Linked DNA regions of Callithrix jacchus: region 2 is linked to region 1. The links are chromatin contacts, called in public Hi-C maps. All regions are on one chromosome and are shown on one strand. Each heading gives the region's core, a stretch centred on a gene start, on an enhancer-like site or on the middle of the called end of the contact. The rest is flanking DNA. Distances are from core to core; before and after follow the strand shown. Region 1 overlaps VPS35L (VPS35 endosomal protein sorting factor like). Region 2 holds the start of GPRC5B (G protein-coupled receptor class C group 5 member B).

The links. A called contact is a pair of places that touch in the nucleus more often than the background predicts.
Region 2: a Hi-C map of skeletal muscle shows a contact between it and region 1, with 5 times the contacts expected there. The contact joins the promoter of GPRC5B here to the enhancer-like site in region 1. A contact is called at or near these places in 3 of 3 Hi-C or Micro-C datasets (induced pluripotent stem cells and skeletal muscle).

The regions. Positions count from the first base shown.
Region 1 is chr12:21,025,881-21,031,462 of calJac240_pri, forward strand. VPS35L (VPS35 endosomal protein sorting factor like) reads left to right here. Exons shown (of 32, transcript XM_078344797.1): 10 at 4,157-4,253; 11 at 5,257-5,304. Among named protein-coding and RNA genes, the nearest start is that of VPS35L, 59 kb to the left of the region's middle. Within about 2 kb of position 2,406, at least 2 of the 16 cell types and tissues checked have an H3K27ac peak or open chromatin away from gene starts, as enhancers often do. A contact at or near this core is called in skeletal muscle, where this site is marked.
Region 2 is chr12:21,311,308-21,317,188 of calJac240_pri, forward strand. GPRC5B (G protein-coupled receptor class C group 5 member B) reads right to left here and starts at 4,630. Exons shown (of 5, transcript XM_078344827.1): 1 at 4,468-4,630; 2 at 3,606-3,790.

The DNA of each region.
Region 1 (5,582 bases), core at 1,156-3,655:
TCCCAAAGTGCTGGGATTATAGGCTTGAGCCACCACACCCGACCAAATCCATTCATTTAATTCACACTTGCCAGCATGTAACATGCTGTATCATCGGCAGTAAACTTGAGCCAACAGGTAGGATCGAACCAAAATAGGTATTTTTTTTTTTTTTGCAATGACGTCATTAAAAAAAACATTTTTGATACAGGCTGTAATTCTTCCTATTGTTGTGTACCCAGCCTCTTTAAAATTTTTATATTTATCTGCCTGGCCCCCAGAGGCATTTGAGTTTGTCCCTACTGCAATATAACCTTCCTTCTCCCGGTCTTCAGTGACTATACAAACAACACTTTAGGGCCAATTAAGGAAAAATTACTAATAACTAACTCCCTGCCTAAACTTAAAAGTTCAAAACAACAGGCCAGTCCTTGTTTAGATATGTTAATTATAACACTTTTATCACCAAAATTCTTTCCTTTCTAACTATTTTCGACCTTGAGCAAACAAAATCATTTTTTTAAATGCTATCATTGTTTGTAAATCTTCATCTGTTTGTGTTCATTCCAGTTCCAAGAACCTGAAAAGAGCAGTAAATTATTTTTTTTCCAAGTTGTTGGTGCTCTGAGGAATGACTGTTAAGTATAATTATCATGAAAGCTTTGGAAATCTGTGCAGAAATCTGCCCAAAGAGATTATGTGTGAAGAGAAATTTGGTGGCATCTGTACTCATTCTTTCCATTTGAATCAAGTTCTGTTGGGTGAATTTCATACTTGAGCCCTTTGGGTGAATTTCATACTTGAGTCCTTTGCCTTCAGGAGTTGTAACTAAGGTATAGCTCTTCTGAGTTGAGAAAGGCACAGTATCTTATGGGTGCATGAAAAGCACACACTACTAGTTGCGGTCATTTTCTCTCAACAGTTCTTAATCCAGCATATGTGTAAAGAGGCCAGGGACTCTGACGTCAAATCATTTTATTTCCAGTTTGGGAGAAATAATTTGGGTTTATTGTATTATGGTTCCCATGTCATCTTCTCGGCATTCCCATCTTCAGTCTTGCCCTGTGGCTATTGTGGGCCACATCGGGATAAGCAGTGGCCTTAACTGACCTGGCCTTTCCAGCACATGCTAACTAAGATGGTGCCAATCCCTATAACACTGTTATGTAAAGAGACCTCTTGCTGCTAGGGTAGAGACTTGGCAAATAAATGAAAGAACTAGACTCATTGGTCTCCTGCCTCCTCTTAAAATATCCACAGAAGTTCAGGTTTGAAAAAAAGCAGCACCATAAAAGAAAAATAAGTGGGTGCTAGAAAGGGAACCTCTGTTCTTGGTTATATTAAAGTGTCTTCTGAATTAATTTCCAGATTTTGACGGATTCCCCACATAGCAACCCAGGTGCTAAAGTATAAACTATGTCATGTCATGTCACTCCTGTGCTCAGAACTCTTCAGGGGGTTTCTGTTGTGTTTAGAAAAACTCTCAAACTCTTCACCAAGGCTTCTGATGCTGGCCACACCCCATTCTCCTCAGCAAATTAGGTTGCTTTTTGTTCTTTGACCATAGTGAGGTTATACCTACCTCAGGGCCTTGCACTTGCTGTTTTCTCTCCCTGAAATACATTTCTCCCACATCTAGGCCTGGCTGACTCCCTTTCCTAATTCAGGGCTCAGCTCAAATGCCGCATCTGTGGGAGCCTTCTCTGACCACTGCATCTAATGAGTCCCCTCCCCTAAATCTCACTCAAGTCACTCTTTATTTCAGTACCTAGTTTAATATCTTTAATAGTACTGACTGCTGTTAGATGTTATCTTACTTGTTTGTTTGCTTATTTTTTTTTCTGTTTATCGTTTGTCTCTCCCGACTGGAATGTAAGTTTCCTGAAGATAGGGTCTACTGTGTGCACTATCTCCCTAAAGCCTAGAACATCACCTTTAGTTAGGCCTTAAAGCATCTGTGTTGGGCACATGAAGTAAAGGAGTATAATACTTAGTTTGCTATAAGATCTTAAAGTCCTGCATAACATAATCCTTTTCCTAAATTATCTCTTGAGCTGGAAGGAAAGCCTACAGATTCTGCTTTGGTGTATGCAGATTGTCGTATAGCTTGCAGTCAATGTGTGTATGCAGGGCAACCTGCTTTTAGCCTGATTTCCAACTCTTTCTGGCAACCTGAACCACTGTTTGTTTTAGGCTTTGCTGAACCTCGGTTCCTTCAACTCTAGAGTGAGAGATTTTGTAGATGATCTCAGAGACCTATTTTTGCTTTTGGATTTTAAGCCACAAAATTCAGTCATAGGAAGGGAAATTAACACTGCTCTTCCCTTTCCCCAAAGAGAAGATTGACAAATGAATTTAAGAAAAGCTGCTATCTTTTTCTGTCTGAATCTCTTGAAAGTAGGAAAAAAGTTACTTCATCTGTACAGATTCAGGCCAGAAAGGGGAAAATGGTCATTTCCCATCCTTTTGAAAATGGTAAGCAAATAGTTCCCAAGTGAATGAAGCATGCCAGACTTCCAAAAATAGATTGAGGAGATTGCAATTTCAAAATATCTGCAGTTGTGATTAGTGACTGTTCTCTGCTAGGGAAGTACCTAGAAGTTTGTCTGTTTTGCTGATTCTATAGGAATTTTGATCACCTTAAGATACCAACAAGTGACAGAATCAGGGATGAAAATGACTCATTGCAAAACAGGATGAGAGCCAACAAGCTAAGAATCATTTGCTGTATTCTAAAGTAATTATCTTCTACCTTTTATTTATTCATTTATTTTTTAGAGACAAGGTCTTGCTCTGTCTTACTCTGTCTTACTCTGCCTGGGCTGGAGTGCAGTGGCTTGATCATAGCTCACTGTAGCCTCAAACTCCTGGACTCAGTTGATCCTCCCACCTCAGCCTTCCAAGTAGCGGAACTACAGGTGTGAACCACTGTGCCTGGCCAGCTTCTCTCTTTCTGAATTAATCTAAAAGTATAAAACACCCAGTGGTGGGATCTTTGCCAAAATCATTTAGAAGAAATCATTTCCATATGAGAGCTTAACAGTGGCCTTCATGATGTTGATGTTTTGTTTTGTTTTTTCTTTCATTTCTCCATATTCTCTTTCATTCCTTAAGATTATGTCAAGTCCAGAACTGTGAGAAATTTCTGCTGTTTAAAAATATGTATGTCAAAATCAGCATTGGTTTTCAGTTCTAGAAAACTTGAAATAACAGTAATGAGGGTCAGGGCTGTTGGGGCAGCTAGCCCCTGGTACCAAGGATCCTCACTTGTGTCTTGTTGCTCTCATGATTCAGTATGGCTGCAGAGGTTCCAGCTGTCATGTCTGCATTCCAGTCAGTGTGCAGGAAGAAGGAGTGAGGGAAGGCAGGCCCCTTCCCTTAAAGATACTTCTCAGAAGTTGCCCTTCTATTTATATATCCTGGGACTAGAACTTGACCCACGTGACCACATTTAGCTGCAGGGATGGCCCTGTGCCCTGCAGAAAAAATGCAGGTTCTTTAATTAAAGAGGAAGAGAATAGCTAATGGAGTAAACTGCCAGTTTCACCACAAGGTGACGAGTCTTGGAGCTGGTCTTGAGCTGGCAGCATAATTCTGGCTGATTTCTCACTTCAGGGGCCTTGCTCTACCTTCCTCTGACCCAAGTGATATATAGAGCAAAAGCTTAGATCAGATTTCATGTTGCAGTCTCAGGCCCCTGAGGCATCTGGAATTCTCAACAATGTTGTCTTAGTTACTGGTGGGTAACCAAGAACCTCTGGATTATATTAGAGGCAGTGGCTAACAATGTAGGCTGCAGGGCCAGACTGCCTGGGTTGAATTCCAGCTCTTAGATTTGCTTGCTATGTGCCTTGGGTGAGTCACTGCATTCCTCTGTGCCTTGAACTCTGCATGTATAAAGGAAGATAATAAAAGTACCTCAGAGGGTTGCTATATGGGATCAGGTGAGCTGTCTGTAAAGCACTGTGACCAACACTTGGCACTTAGAAAGCCTGTGTTTGTGTAAACTATTGTTATCAGTTGCTTCCTAATAATGATATTGGGAAGGAAACACACAGGCTGAGTAACCCACACCCTTTTCTGCTCCAGGATAATATGTTCCCATCCTGCGACTCACAGCAGCTATAAAAGATCCTGAGATTTAGGAGGGCTGATGAGTCTTGTTTTTGTATTACAGATCACTTTTCTCCAGAGAATGCAAATGACACGGCCAAGGAAACATGCCTAAATTGGTTTTTCAAGATTGCTTCCATCAGGGAACTCATTCCGAGATTGTATCCTTTTTTTTTCGGTCTGATGATTTTGAAGATAGGCCAAAGAGTTGTACTGTTAATAGAAGCCATGTGACGGGATGTCCTGACATTCTTGTTGAAAATTTGGTCCCGTTACAGTTCCAACCTGAAAATACACGGCAAGCCACACTGTAGAAGCCGTTGGACTCTCGCTCTCTCCAAACAGTTACTTTTACTTTTTTTTTTTTTCTGAGATAAGGTTTTGCTCTTGTTGCTCAGGCTGGAGTACAATGGGGCGATCTCAGCTCACTGCATCCTCTGCCTCCTGGGTTCAAGTGATCCTCCTGCCTCAGCCTCTCAGGTAGCTGGGATTACAGGCATGTACCACCACGCCAGCTAATTTTGTATATTTAGTTGAAACAGGGTTTCTCCATGTTGATCAGGCTGGTCTCGAACTCCTGACCTCATGATCCACCCGCCTGGGCCTCCCAAAGTGCTGGGGTTACAGGCGTGAGCCAGTGTGTTCTGCGTATTGTCTTTTACTTTGAATATGATGCCATGTGTCAGCTTTTGTTTCCTTGAGGAACATTCCCACGTTAATTTTCTCAATTAAAATGCTTCATATTTGTGTTTTCTCTGATTCCAAGAGCTTGAAAGAACAGAGCCAAGCTTTGCAGGGCAAATGCCAATATTGAAGAACAGAGAATTCGACTTATACATAAGTTGCATCTTGCTATCTGAAGTTCATTCTTTCCCCATAAAGCCTTGATTAGACATACTCAAAACCCAGTTTATATTTCATCATGCAACTATGAGTCAACATGTAACATTTGCCACAATTTATTTTAAATAAGTATGAAACTTTGGAAACTGTATGTGGAAACCATAAGCTCCCTTGGTTCTTTGGATTCTCTGGATTGTTGAGGTCCATTGTGGTCCCGATCTCCTAAGACCTGCCTACTTCTTCTGTTCTGGATTGTTTAGTCTTTTTCCATAGAGAATAGACCTTCTGGAAAATGTCTTCCTTAACAGGATGTTTTTGTAGTTACGTGGAAGCATCCATCCTGAAATGTAACAAATTCCTCTCCAAAACGTAAGGCTCTTCTGTAATATCTAGAACCATAACATTTCTGAAAATCTCCTGTGTGTACACACACAGTAATGGCAATGTAATAGTAGCCATTATTCACTGAGTACTTAGTGTATGTTAAGCACCTTCTGTGCATTTTCTCATTGAATCCAAATGAAACTTAGTGAAGTAGAGAAACCATCTTCATGCCCATATTAGGGAGAAGAAACTCAAACCTGAAGAAGTTGATTGAGTTGGTCATGGAAGATCAGCTCATCTTCCATGACAATGGAAGATGGTCC
Region 2 (5,881 bases), core at 3,380-5,879, 290 kb after region 1:
GGAGTTTGTGACCAACCTGGCCAACATGGTGAAACCCGGTCTCTATTACAAAGACAAACATTAGCCAGGTGTGGTGGTGCACACCTGTAATCCCAGCTACTCAAGAGGGTGAGGCAGGAGAATCTCTTGAATCCGGGAGGCGGAGTTTGCAGTGAGCCGAGTTTGTGCCACTGCACTCCAGCCTGGGGGACAGAAAGTTAAACTCTGTCTCAAAAAAGAAAAGACAAACATGATTTTCATTTTCCTGTTAGGACAATGAAGGCAGAGAGGTCAGAAGAACTGTCCAGAGGCTTACTGGAATTTACAGGCCAGCCTGGGACTAGAACCCATTTCTCCCAGCTCCTGACCTCAAGGCCTTTCCGCTGCATCCCTGTTCTGAACCCTCCGTGTCTGGCAGAGGCCCAGGATGGAGCTGCAGAGTCGTCTCCCCAAGCACCTCAGCATCACACTCGGTCCCTGCTCACTCCATTTCCTGCTCTGCAGGATTAAACTGTTACAAGGTTTCCTGACTTTAAGCTCTTTCCCAGACCCGCAGTTCTCACCCTTTGATACCTTTTCCAAGTTAGAAGATCTCCTAATCTTCCTTTCCCATTGCTGACTAGACCACTGGCAAATTTGAGGGCTCTCAAATTACAGAATCCTCCTAGGTTAGTAAACAGGGTTGCAAGAACACAAGCTCTGTGATCCATGAATATGCAAAACAGCTCCAGTCCTGTAAATAAAAGCAATCATTTAAATGCAAATTGCATCCTAGCTGCCCAATCCACTGTGGTCCGTTCCTCTTAGGCTGTAATTCCGAGGAGAAAATGTGACTAACTCGGAATCCCCAGGAAGCTATGTGAGAAAGTGCTTATGGGGCTGTGGGGCTCTGGGTGGCTCGGTTAGGGTGGATACAAACTGCTTCTAAGTCGGGAGTGGATTTTAAAGCCTGAGCTGCTCCTCCAGTTGGCTTGCCGTGGCTGGCCAGGCTCAATGTGGTCCCCCAAGGCTGGACAGAGCCCCTTGGAGGCTCCCAGCATCTCTATCCCCACGGGCAGAATGGAAAAGGGGGCTATTTTCCATATCCTTGTGGACATCAGGGGAGCATCTACAAATCAGATCCCATGGCCTCCTGCTCAAAACCCTCCAAAGGTTCACTGGTCCAAACAGAATAAACCCTAAACTCCTTTCCATGGCCCCAAATATCGTGACCTGGCTGGTCCCTACCATTCCCCTATCCCCACCCCCAAATCTGCCTAGAGCTTCAGCCACAATGGCCTTTGTTCAGTTCCTCTAAGCTCATTCGCACCTTCAAGCTTTTGCACTCAAAGTGCCTTCCTCCAGGATCAGTCTCCCCCAAGACCTCCCAGCGACGCCCCGCCTCTAGCTGGGCTCCCCTCAAACGTCACTCCCCCAGCAGTCTCCTCAGGTACCTACGCCCCTGTCACCTTCTTTTACATCACCCCATCTGATTTTCTGGCGGTCCTTATCCCAATCGGATTTCAGAACCATTTGCTACGGGTTTGTTTAGGGTTTGTGCACTCACCTCCCCAGCTCCGGGAGAGCAGCGGTTTGTCCGTTTCATACAAGGCAGTGTCTAGGCACCTGGCACGTCTTGAAATACCATACTAATCCAATGAAGATTCCGAGTTTATCTTTCTAACAAAACTGGCTGTCTTGCTGCTTGTGCCCCAAATGGCCGGTCCTTCCCCCTGGAATCTCCTTCCCTTCCCAACTTAGCTGACCCCTTTCCAGACTTAGAGCAGGGAGCAGAGAGGAAACTGTTCACTCCACAGTCTTAAGATACCAAACTGGCCGGGAGGGTTTCCAAACGACAGATGCCAATTTGCATTCTATTTACATTTCATTTGCATGCAGTGTAACTCAAAGCCTGAATCCCCCGCAAGCCCAGCGTCCCCACCGAAGAAACTTCTGAATTAAGAAGGTTCCTTGGCTGAAGTGCCGGGGTTTTTGTGCCAGATCCCTCCCCCACTGCTCTTGTCTTTGAGGGGTCCCCCAGAGCTTTCTGGGCTCTGTTCAGGTGCCCCCCGGCCTGGTGCAGTTGGGCGGCAAATGTGGCGCGTTGGCTGGGGCCCCAGGCGGGGACTCCGCTGCCCGCCACACTCCAGGGGCCTTTGTCCGAGCTCCAAGGAGCCGCCCCCTTAGCGAACGGGGGACGTGAAAGCGGGGACTGGCTAGGCCTGGGTGTGACCAAGCAAGGACGGAGGAGTGAACCCGCTGCACAGGGGAGACTTCTGGGGCAAGGTCGGTGGTCCTCCTCCACCCCGGGCGCTCTAATCGGGGCCAAGGCCGGAGCAGGCTCCTCTCGAGAGCTCTCTTTTCGGCCCAAGCGCTGGGGACCTCGGGATGTGTGGGGTCCTCGTAGGGCTGGAAGCCCGTGTTCCCCAAGGAGAGGAGACAGAGCACAGGTCTAGTCCTTACCCCCAGCCTAGCCACCTCTCCTAGAGGTCTCAGTGCCCCCAGTCTGGAAGGGCACCATTCCCCCCACCCCGCGCCATTGTATGCAGTCGCCCCCCCTTCCCATTCCTCCCAGTCACCAGCCCAGGTCTCAGCTCTGCCCTCTCCCCGCCTCCTCCCGCGGTGTCCCCCCTCCCCTTGCTCAGTAATGCGCACTCACTGCCGGCTGCGGGCTTGGCCCCCAGTCCCCGCGACAGGTGCTGTTGTTCTCCCCCAGAGTCCAGCCCTTGCGCCCCCGGCTGCGCCTGCCCTGTCCACGGTCAGCCCCCCACGCGGCTCCAGGACCAGCCCGCAACTCCTCACACGCGAGGCGTCACTAGGACATGGCTGGGCTCCTTTATGTTCCCAGCTGCCGTTCACCTGTGGTCGGCCCGAGACCCTCCTGGGAGACTTGGATCTCTACCGGATCCAGTCACAGTCCTTCCAAGTAAAGATCCCCGTCCCCTCGCCTCCCCCGCCCAGCCTTCTACGGCTCCGCTCCCACGGCACAGGATTCCTCTCGCCCAGATCCCGCATCTCCCCTAGCAATGAACTCCCTGGCTGGGGATGGAGGGACGCTTATAAAAACACAAGAGGCGGACCCTCCCCATCCTCCGAAATCCACGGCGGGAAAAGTTTCTGGGGTCCCCACGGTGTCCTTCACCGTATCCGCGCCGCTCGCACTCACCGACCCCCGCGACCCCGCAGCGCCGACGCTCCCGCTGGCCTTCGGCCCGAGTCACATCTCTGCAGTACGGCCGCGGCCCCCGCTACACGCACACCGGCCTGCGGGTCCAGCTTCACTGCAGCGCCTGCCAGAGCCGCCGCCGCGCGAGGCGCCCCCTGGCCCGGCCCGCGCTACAGCAGCGGCCGCGGCCCCGCCCCCGCCCCCGGCCGGCCCCGCCCCCGGGCCTCCGCTCCCCACCCCGGTCCCCCCAACCCCAACAGTGGTTCCGCGCGGGGCTAGGCGCCGCCTGCCTGCACCTCCGGGGCCCAAGCTTGTGGCTTCCAGCCCGGATCGCTGAGACGATCACCCCCACCTCCCGTGTCCCCAATTCGGGGACATTTGCCCCACAACCACAGTGCGCCAGTGAACAGTCCAGACGAGCCTGCAACTCCCCAGGGTAGATCCATTTGCAGGAACACCCCCCTCCGTCCAATACACTTACCGAGTGGGACCGCGACCGAGGGGTACGGAGGGGTCCCAGTGCAGGAGGCTTCCTGTGCCCAGGCCACGCTCCAAGGTGGGTTCATAAGCAGTAACTTCCCCGAAACACACCAGCGCCGGGTCCAGGATGCGGAGAGGATCAATCCCGCCGAATATCTTCCAGAGTCACCAACGCCCAGGTGTACACTTAGGCACACGCACACCGTTAGGCCTCCTCGAGGCAGGTTCCCTCCTGGACACACTCCTCTCTCTCCTCTGTACCCACCTCCCAGGTGTCCTTGTCCCCTAACGCACACTGAGCCCAACACCCGCGTCCTCGGCGCCTTCAAACACACACGTCCACACGGGGCATCCCTCACGTGCGTCCCTACGCAGGATCGCCACCACCCCTACCGCACACATCACCCACGTACGCACACATCCACAGCCTTGCAGGGGGCACACGCTCTGCAGGCGTTCAGGGCACAGCCCGGACGCGTGTCTGCGGGGAGGCCGTGGGACTTGCTTTAAGGAGGGGTACGGGACAGCCTTCCGCCTGGGCACGGAGTCCCCCTCACCCTGTCCTAGTCCACTGGCCTCTCCGAGGTCGGCAATGCCTCGCCCAGGCTTGGGAGCTGCGCTCCCACACCCCATATAGGGCTGGTTACCTGGGTGACCTTCGGACCAGCAAACCCCGGGCAATTTCAGGTGGCCCCCCGAAAACCAGAAACAGACCTTTGAGCAGCATCCCTTCCCCGCACTCCAGATTCTCAGGGTGAGATTTCCTCCCCCACTCCGCGGTTCCCACACCGCCCGCCCCCCCCCCGCCCGCCCCCCCCCCCGCCCCCACTCGTCGTCACAACCCTCCCAGCCACGTAAGACACCATAGTAAGAGGACAGACTCCTGCTCCTCTCTCCCGGGGGCTGCAGGAAGGTGGGACGAAGAACCCTGCCCTCTGGGAATAGTTTCAGTCTCTGATCTTTGGGGACAGTGGCCTTCCAGATACTCTCCCATCCCTTCCCGCAAGCCTCCAGCCTCCCAGTTCCGGTCTCGGTTAGGCCACATCCCCCTTGGGCAAGTCTCTCTGGGATACCTTTTATTATAGTCAAAGGAAAATGGAAGGGAAGAACCATAAAGGCAGTGTTCCCCCTCCCCGCGACTGGTTTATTTGCGTGGATCCTCAGAGCCTAGAACAGTGCCAGGTACACAGTAGGTGTTCATCAAACATTTGCAGGACGACCCTTTCCTAGTGTGTTCCCGCCAGACTGCTCATTTGGAAAGTGGATGAGCACTGCCACCTGGTGGCAGCTCTTGGAACTGACGCCGAGATCCTTTTGCAAACGCAGGCAAGTTCACTTTTGTGAGCCTCAAGTCCTCAATGTCTGTGAAATGGAGATTTTTTTGATCGTACGTGCCTGTTGGGGTTGTTGTGAAGGTCTAACACATGTTACATGTAAAGTGCTTCACGCAGGGTCTGGCATGTGGAAAGCCCTTAGTATGAAATGATTAACACTGCAGTTAGGGTTACATTCCCTTTCCCACTAGTTTTACAGAGGACCCTGACTGTGATGGTCAGTTTCGCTTTGGGTGATGACACCACAGGAAGCACAGAGTGAAAATGAAGGAGGACACTGAGTGACAGGGGCATTCCTTCCATTCCTTCCATCCCTCCAAAAAAGTTCAAACACCCATGGATGATAATAATAAAAGTAATAGCTGAGCACATAGTGCTTGCTGTGAGCTAGGAGCTATTCTAAGTGTTCTGAATTATTTTTTCTTTTCTCTCTCTCTTTTTTTTTTGAGATGGAGTTTCACACTGTCACCAGGCTGGAGTGCAGTGGCATGATCTCGGCTTACTGCAATCTTCACCTCCTGGGTTCAAGCGATTCTTCTACCTCAGCCTCCCAAACAGCTGGGACTATAGACACCCACCACCATGCCTGGCTAATTTTGTACTTTTTTTTTTTTTTAGTAGAGATGGGGTTTCACCATATTGTCCAGGCTTATCTCGAACTCCTGACCTCCTGATCCACCTGCCTTGGTCTCCCAAAGTGTTGGGATTACAGGCATGAACCACTGCATCCGGCCTTAAATTCTTTAACTCATTTAATTTTTCCAATAACCCTTTAGGCCAGAAACTATTATTCTCCCTATTTTACAGATGGAGACACTGAGGCTAAGAGGAGTTAAATACTGCCCCAGGGTTAGACAGTTGGCAAAGACAGAATCCAATCCAGGCCATCTGACTCCAAAGGCCATATTCTCAACCAATGGTTAAACTGGTGTCATTTGCTGCC